2 separate regions of the Anas platyrhynchos genome follow, and region 1 is linked to region 2. The links are chromatin contacts, called in public Hi-C maps. All regions are on one chromosome and are shown on one strand. The core of a region is the stretch at or near the end of the contact, and the rest is flanking DNA. Distances in the headings are between cores, read along the strand shown.

What was found. Hi-C and Micro-C count contacts between places; a contact is called where the count stands out from the background.
Region 1: a Hi-C map of liver shows a contact between it and region 2, with 2.2 times the contacts expected there. The contact joins two enhancer-like sites. A contact is called at or near these places in 2 of 8 Hi-C or Micro-C datasets (liver and subcutaneous adipose tissue).

The regions. Positions count from the first base shown.
Region 1 is chr3:4,855,476-4,859,789 of IASCAAS_PekinDuck_T2T, forward strand. The region is part of intron 7 of CCDC85A (coiled-coil domain containing 85A); the gene reads left to right. Among named protein-coding and RNA genes, the nearest start is that of EFEMP1, 83 kb to the left of the region's middle. Within about 2 kb of position 2,921, at least 1 of the 8 cell types and tissues checked has an H3K27ac peak or open chromatin away from gene starts, as enhancers often do.
Region 2 is chr3:4,782,779-4,787,430 of IASCAAS_PekinDuck_T2T, forward strand. CCDC85A (coiled-coil domain containing 85A) reads left to right here. Exons shown (of 12, transcript XM_072035092.1): 5 at 1,596-1,697. Among named protein-coding and RNA genes, the nearest start is that of EFEMP1, 11 kb to the left of the region's middle. Within about 2 kb of position 1,668, at least 2 of the 8 cell types and tissues checked have an H3K27ac peak or open chromatin away from gene starts, as enhancers often do.

The sequences.
Region 1 (4,314 bases), core at 1,671-4,170, 74 kb after region 2:
CTATGGATTCTTTCCAAGGAATATGTGAATAATTTTAAATTGCTCTGCTGAAAGTGCTTTTACTGAACCTTTTCCCCTTCCTGTCTGCGCTCTGTTTTCACTTTGAAGTAATGAATACATATAGTCCTTTGGTGTCTAGATAGTTACCTTGACCATTTTCTTCCTTTCTATTCCACAGCTCATCACTTCATTATACCTGAAAAGTGAAGGTTATATATAAAACACAGGGATATCATTCTGTGCTGGTTAGAGATAGTACCTGAAACTTCAGTAGTGGTTAATGGAAGATCTAAAATGTCGGACTCTGAATTACCCACGGGAATCTGAGTCTGATTCAGCTTCCAGTGTTTGTACTCTGTTAACTTTGGTAGAGTCATTACATGATGAGCAGTATCAATTTTAAACTCATCCTTCTGCACATCTGTAATTCACTGCCCAGAAGTGTCCAAAATTTTGTTCCTGTGTCTTCTATCACACAGTTTATCCTGCAGTACTTCACCGTTCGGCAACTCAGAAATGTGCAGCTATGAATTCTTTCACACACTTGATACAGTCCAGTCCAGATGATGGGTTTATTTCAGTCTCTGGATGTGAAATTGATAGCATAAACTCAGAAGGAATTGGGGAGATCCAGAATAAAGCAAAAGCTAGCAACTGGGAGAGCATACTAAGAGAAAGAGGTTCTCAAAAGCTCTTTCAACTACATCTTCTCTCTAGTCTTCCTGTTTTTCATATGCTGTTGGTATCTTTGTGTGTTCTTACTACCCCAACGACAGAAAGGACATAAATGGCTCTTTGGGGGAGACTTGGGATGCAAGAAAGTGCTGCTGAAGACATGGGCTGGATCAGTGTTCCTAACAATGTCAGCCTTTGGGAGTAGGACCTGCTACTTGAAAAGCTGCAGTGGCATTTTCTTTTTTTTTTTTTTTTTTTTTTTTCCTTTTAATTAGAGATCAGAAATACGTTGTCTGTGTTGAGAAGAACAGCAAGGGTAATCTCACCTCTAGGTGTGGTTTTGGACAGTTTGAGTAGTCCTTTGGTGGTCAGGGTCACTGGCTACAGCTTTCACAGTTTCAGGATCCTTCTTCCTGGCTGCAATTTCCCATAGATGAGGCAAGAAGAATTCAGATTATGTCAGAGGGCCAACGATTTTTGTGAACAGTGAGGATCTGCATGCCTCAGAGTATTGCAGAAGAGCTGTCTCTGCAGAGGTGGAGGACTAAATTGGACAGGTTCCAATTGTACAGTTTAAAGAACCTAAGCATAAAATACAGATTATTTTTTTAATGCCCCCAAAGCATTTTCTGTAAACTGGAGTTCTTGCATTTTTTTCCATTTTGAAATGGGCCAGAAGTGTCTGTCAGACTGACAGAGCTGTTGCTGCTTATGCTTATGGCTTGAGATTTTTTTTTCCGAAGAAGGGAGAGCACAGAGGTACCAGTGCAAGCCTGCTCATGCTGCCCCAGCACCTCCACTCTGCCGTGTGGGCATCACTGTTGGGAATTCGACTGACAACTTTCACATGAACTCAAGAACTGGCACTAGGGCTGGTTTTAGGAAGCACCTGAGACCATCTCCTGAGATCAAGGCTACCTCATAACAGGAATGGAGGTGCAATAACTTCTTTAAAGCTGTGCGCCAGGAATAATGGGCCTGGGAATTACCCTAGGCCAGCGTCTTTATTGATGGCTGATTCAGCCTCTTTGTGATGCTGCTTCTTCATTGTGCCTGCTGGTCTAGAAACAGAGGGGTCTAGACCTCAGAAAGAGGCATAAATGCAACAAAACCTGCTGAATTTGGTTTCCACATACCTGTCACGCTCTATGGGAGAAGCAGGTCTCTTGCTCGTGCCTTGGAATGCTTCGGGAAGGGGTTTTCAGGGTAGCGTTACAGCTTTATAGTGAGTGATCTATTTGTTTTGGTCTGAAAGATCTCTTCATATATTTAGGAAGAAGCCAAATAAGGGGAAAAACAAGAGGTTGAAAGGAATGCAAAATGTGTATTTGCTTTGTCAGTTTTCTTCAGGAAAAGAAGCCATGAGAACTACATGCTCCGCATGTTTGACATTGGTTCACTTTATGGGAATTGGCACAGCAGAGAATATGTATTTATAGGGACATATTAACACAAAATCTGCTTCACACAGACTACTGATTTAGATGTCTAATTTAGGAGCACAGGCTCTCTCTGTAGTCACTGGAGCCTACATTAATGTCTCAGAATTAGCCCTGAAAGGACATGCCATTCTTTCTTGAGTTCAGAGTGACCTGCGGATCCTAATTTAGGCACGGAAGCCTCTTGCCCAGCTTCGAAGTCAGGAAACCCACAGAGCGTTGGGGGAGCAGAACCTCCTCGCTCAGAGTACGTTGCTGGGAGAACTGGGACAAAGCAGAGCAGCTGTTTTAGAGAGGGCTGTTAGGCCTTGGTATGTCCCAGCTGGACGTGCCCTGTTCCTGGGGGACGGTGTGGCCGAGGCACACCTTGTCTCCTCGCCCCCTTGATGGTGGGGAGTCGAGTGTGTCTGAGGGAAAGGGTGATCCTCCCGGGCTGGATGCAGCCAGATGGATGTGCCTCAGTGACTTCAGGGCAGGGGCACTGTATACAACCATGCCTGAGATCCCTCTTTCCTCAGTGACTAGGAAGGAGCTCCCTGCTGCTAAGCCAGCCGAGCTTGCTTGACTTCAGGTGGCAGGGCATGCAGCAGCAGAAGGTGCCCGCAAGCACATGCATTCACTAGCTACCATGGGTGGTACCTGAGGGAAGACGTGGAGAGAGTGGAGATGATTCAAGTGAGGACCGAAGGGGCCTGTGAGCCTCCGGCCTCTCCATCTGCCTCTGCCAAGGGCTCTTCCTCTGACCCTGCACAAATTCCAAGCTTTTGCTCAGCCTCCACCTCTTTGCGAGGAGCGTGATTTTATTTACAGGAGGTGATGTCACGAGAGTGTTGTGAAGGGATGTGACTCAGTGTTTGTATAATGCTTTGAAGATGAAGAGTGCTAAGTATTGTTATTTGAGATGGCAACAAAATAAAACAAAATATGTTCAGTGCAGCTGTTCAAGCCAAATCCATTTTCAGTTAATCTTCCAAGCAGGAATTCGAAATCAAAGTAAAAAGCCTTGCCAACTGGAACTTTACAGCTCGATGGGAAAGTATGAAAGAGAATTAATTGGGTTTTAAATAGTTGTAACTGTATTGTGATGCAGCATGATCTGGAGCGCTCGTCTGCTGCTGGTTGCCAGTCGGTTTGGAACTGTAGAGCGGGGCTTGCTCGGGGGAATGTTTTTTGCAGAGAAGAAAAATAGTTGGGCCATTGTGCATGGCACACTGCAGAGACTGACAGGAACTGGCCCCGTGCTCCCTGAAAACGTGTGCTTTTTCCACTTTACACTGCTTTTTTTCAGTAGTGCAAAACAGTGGAAGCAACAAAAATTGCCAAGCACCGCCACAGAGCACCTGGGAGGGAATTGCCTCCCCTCCCAGAAAATCCGGTCTCTGCTGCTGCCCCAGACTTGGATGGGGGTTATTGGTCAGCAGACACTGTTTGCACTACTGAGATGTAGGAGTACTTGCTCCCTGGCTTTGCCAGCCTCTGTCCTCTTGGTGGTGGCCTTTAGCTTCTCTTGCCTCGGTTTTGGGAACACAGAAGTTAGGGTACCAAATCAAACCAACAGTTCAGCCTTCCAGAAGCATTCCTGAAACCCCATGAAGGACAGCTATGCTTCAAAATTGCTTCTACCTCATTGCTGATGTCTTAAAATATGAAGGCAAAACCTGTTGTAAATACCCGCTTCATGCAAGGTCTCTGTAAAATGGGCATAACAACACGTTTGCTTCCCAGGAGAGTTGCTAAATCCAGATCGTTTGCAAAAGCCTTTCAAGTCCTGTACTGAAATTAGCAAAGTTCCAGTCCTTTCAACTGCCAAAAACCTGCTTCTTATAAGGAAAAGTCAGTATGCACTGGATTTACATTTTTCACCTGATGTTCAAAGGGGCTTCAGCATGGCTCTCAGCCTCTTGTGTTTGGTGGGGTTTGTCAGTGTGTGGCGCCCTTATGAGAGGGTTATTTATTGCTTTCTCACTTTCACTGAATGCTCTGTTTTCTAGCTAAACCGTACTGTTTGAATTTTCCTGTTCTGTGCAGAGGTATGCCTTCAGATCTTATTTTTTGTTTTCTTAATACTTTTGAAGTTAGTTGTTCCTAAAATATGACTCAGTAAACATTTCAGCACTTTAATTTGGCTTAAATTTACACTTGAATATTGAAGTTCCAAAATAGTTTTATAAGCAAATAAAACAGATGATGGCTCTGGAAG
Region 2 (4,652 bases), core at 418-2,917:
TCAGGCACACTGAGCATAGGTAGGCAAAGTGGTAAGGATAATTTTTTATTTCTAGAACCAGAACAAATAATTACTTGGGGCAGATTGACAGTTTCTCGTTTTTAGGAGATACTTTGTAGTGTGCATTTTATGAAGGAGCTATTAAAATAGTTCTTTGGAGTCAGAAGACCTTCCTTCACTGCACTGCTGCCTTTTCAGACTGATTCCCTAGTGTCAGGCAAGGAATATCATGCAGATGTGAAAGAAAGTAGGATAGATTTATTTGCAGTAACGGCTATTAGGGAAAAGCTCCTTCATTTTCCAGGAGGAAAAGAAAATCAAACACACACTTCCTTCATTAAAAAAAAAAAAGAAGTTGTTTGTTTGTTTGCTTGCTTGCTGTTGTTTGGTTGGTTGGTTGATTTTTGCCATCTTGGGACCTGAATGAAATCTTTATTTCCAGTTGGCAATATGTTGCACAGCATACCTTTTGTAATGGAATGTGCAAGGGTTAATAATGTGAGTTTATTAACAGCAGTAATAAATTATTTTACAACTCTTAGAGATTCTCAGCAATTTCACTAACTTGAATTTAGAAGTAACTGAACAGTGTAAATGAATTATAAGACAATACTAAATAGAGATATTTGCTCACAAGTTAACTTGTAGCTCTTAAGCTATCAGTTGTTTACTGGTTTGGACCAATGAAGTGCTAAAAGCTAAATACTGTGAAATGTTAAACTTTGATGAAAGATATGAGGAAAGAAACTGTTTCTTTTGCCAACACTGTGGTCAACAGCAGTGCCCTGACCTGATTACTTAAGCTGATGTTTTTCCTAAATCTGTCATGAATCAGTAATTATCAAGTTTTGCAATACTCAATGATTCTCTTGTGAATAGCAAAAAGATTTGTTATTGTAGGTTGGTATTTTCTAAAAGAAGTGTTCAACTCTTGCATCTGCAAGCTCTATACAGTATGTTTTGCTTTTTGCCTGGAGAGCTGTGGAATGCCACAACAAATCTCCTGAAGAGTTTCACAAAAAGTGAGGAAAATTCAATATGGCCTAATCTGCAAGTGACCCTTCTGGTGTCTTTTAAAATGAACTTTCATGTCAGTGTGTTTTTCCATTCATGGTTGGAAGACAGCCAGTTCAAGTACTCAGTTGTAGGGCTTGACTTGTAGGGCTTGTAATAGGAAAAGGAACTTGTACAACGTATTATTGTTAGCAGGGTGTTTTCATCACATTTTAATATGGTACTTCCAGAAAAATTCCCCTTTTCTGTCGCACCAAGTGCTGCGCAGCAGTGTGAGGTGTGTTGTGGAAGGGATCAGAGGAGGGATTCGGTCCCTGAATGAGGCTGGAAATTCAATCCATGCTTCTCTTGAGTGTGGTGGCATAACTCTTAACAGCTGGCTTTGAAGCCCCAATAATCCTCGCAGCTCATGGCTGAGTTTTCTGAGGAATAAAGGACCAAAATTAGGGGAACTTCTCAGTTAACAGGAACAAGAGATGCAGTAACATGATATGTTGTTTGTTGAGTCACTTGAAAAGGATGGGATGGCAAAACCTCTGTGGGGCTTATTGAAAGGACGCTTTTGGTTTATTTCCATGCAGATCTGTGGTTAGAGCCCCGTGGAAATCAGACGTCACCTCAAGCTGTGTGTGGAGCTGCTGCCGTCCCCTGAAGCCTGTATAAGGAATGCAGCTGAGGATGAGGTAAGTGGGACTGCGCTCCTCTTGTGGGAGAGCTCCTGTGGTCTGACTGACAGCAGTCACTTGTTGGCTCAGGCTAGATGAGCCTTAAAGAGGAGAACATACAAGCAGGCAAATATACAGGCAAATCTTAAATGTCCTAAATGTTGGTTTGAGGGCATGGTCTGACACTGGTGGAGATTTATACAGATGACAGGGGACTTGATAGCAGAAAAAAGAAAATGAAAAAAAAAAAAAAAAAAAGAGGAAACTTGAACCAGCCAGTTCTTTGCTGGTGAAAATTGCTTAACATAGATTTGTGGTTTTAAGTAAACGTGCACATTAAAAGAATGCTGACCTTTAAAAACATGGTTTTCAATAAATTGTTATTGTTGCTTTTAAAGCATATGGACTTACAAGCAGCAGAAAAATACCATAAGCCTATGAGATAGGAAATGCACCATGGAAACAAACTGAACCCTGGCAAAATAAAGAGATGTTTCCTGAATGGTGCTCTCCATTAAAAAGTCAACTCAGCATAGTTCCTTCAGAAATCTGTGTATAAGGGTACTACATACTTCCTAAATCGCACTGCGCGATAAACTGGCGATTCAAATGACAAGCACTATGTTTTGCTCTAAAACAAGGAAGATTTTTGGAAGATTCTTGAGCCAAAGTTATATGTTGTGCATCCATTGCTTAGGAATGCAACAAAATTAATTTGAGCTAATGAAAAAGATCAAGAAATGTACAGCTGCCCTCTAGTGGTAAAATAGCAGCATGAGGTGTGTTTGTTCACAGTGGTGGAGAAGCCGAGTGTTTACTGGAAGGTGAACAAAAATGTGCAAATATTTTTAAAGGAATTCTGTAGTCACAGTTCAAATGTCAGACCAACAGTGGAGAAGATGGAACATTAGACAGTAGAGCAGAGGCATTGTGTTCTCTGGGGAGGAGGTCTTTCACAATTCTCATGCTATAGGATGAAAGAAGAGCTCCACAAACTTTATATCCAGAGCTTGTTCCAAAAATTCCCAATGTGTTAAAGAAGTTTGGATTTGGATATTTGCTTCAGCTCATTTTAGGAAGAGAGATATTCTCTGAAACTGGGATATAGCTTCATACTTGAACTTTCCCTTGTTTGGAATTGTTGAAATTGATGGCTTTGTCCTAGCTATTCTCTACTAGATGAAACAACTCTTTCCTGAATGCTGCATTGATCCTCTTCACCTCTAGTTTGCACAGAATTCTGCTCTGGTTCATGAAGTGAAGAAAATTGAGCCAAAACTGTGAATCCTCTGAACAGACTTACCTTACAAACAAAGGCAATGCTTTTTTGGGGAGTGCCAGCTTATTCTAACATAATATATGCAATTAAACTCATTTTCATCTTGTTTAAAATGGGCTAATAACTAACACTCCCCCATTTAAGTCAATTTACTTATTTAAAATTACATGAAAGAGAAAAGAATCAGAGAAAGTTATGTAAGTGTTGTAGCAAGCTGTTATGTACAAATGTTATGTCCTTTGTGAGGCTTCATTTGGTGCTTTGTCAAAGAAATTAACTTGCCCTGTCTGGATACAGTTATTTGGGAAAGTGTTTGAATTTCTGTAATCACTGCAAAGGTAGCTTTCCATGAAACAACTAGACCGGTTAGAAAAGATTAAACTTTTCTGTCCTGGTGTTGTATTTTCTGAAGCTGTTGCTGTGTGATCATCTTTGCTAAATGTGATTTCTGTTGCAATTCGGTTAAACAGAAAGTTGAGCAAGGTGAATTCAGGAAAAACATCTCAACCTGTCAAGATCAGGAATCCTAAATCCAATTATTTGTGTTAAGGTTCAGGTCCTGAATAGCAGACTGTTTCAGGTTCACAGAGAATACAGCGCAAGAGAATTTGGCAGTGGCTCCATTGTGCCAGTGTATTTTCTGAGATGACTGTGTGTGTGTATGTGTAAGAGTGAGACACAGAGAGAAGATCAGGAAAGGCTCTTGTGCAGAAGTTTCTTTGTATATATTAATATCAGTGCGGATAAAAGAAAAAGTAAAGAGAATATTGATTGCAAACAGTTTCAATCAATGTTTACTGCCTGTGCAGAGTCTTCTAAAGATTAAAATGAGAGGGGAGACTTCTGCCCAGGGAAGTCAATGTAATAAGCAGAGTCTAAAGAGTGTTGATGAATCAGGTTTTCCTTTATCCACGCTTATCGGGTACATCTCCCTCCTATTCATGTTTCTTACAACCTCTTTTGTTTTCCTCTTAATGAATCCAATGCTTCTTAGAAGGCAAAAATCAATTTCTCTGGGTGCAGAAGTCCTGGAATTATGGACAGACCTCTGAACACACACGTACATGCTGAAAAACGTGCACACACGCATATACACATAGAACACATGCTGCTGGTTAGGGACTTTCTGGCAGCATCTGCTGTATTTCTCTGCATGGGTTCTGTAGAGGCTTCTCTGCGCCACACTATGTAAAACAGGTTTGGAGAAAGCTGAAGGAACAGGTAGCTCAGTAGGGCCACTCCTTCTGACATGATGTGAACCAGAATTAGTAAAGGTGATGGTGCTTCAGGTTGTCTGTGGGATTAGCAGCTAGAGGGAGTCCCTTGTAACCTGATCGTGGTGTACCTGCATAACTGGGGAGTCAGCATTTGGTGCTGGAGGGCCATAAAGATCTCTCTCCAGACAATCCTGGTCTTGTCTAAATTGCTGTATATGAGGCAAAGTCTTCTCTTCCTGGGGGGACTGATGTGGGCAACTCTCTGCGACCTTCCAGAAGAATGTTCTCTTGTTTTTAATGTAAGAGTGGACATCTTGGCTCAGAATTAGTCAGCTCCAGAGGTCAGAGAGTTCTTTGATCTGTCCTGAATCTGAACGAAGAGGCTGGCTGTATCTAACGCTGATTTTTGATGTGGAGACATGCAGATGCTCCACTGAAGTGGCTTAGTGATTTCATAGAGACTTTAAGGTAGGCATG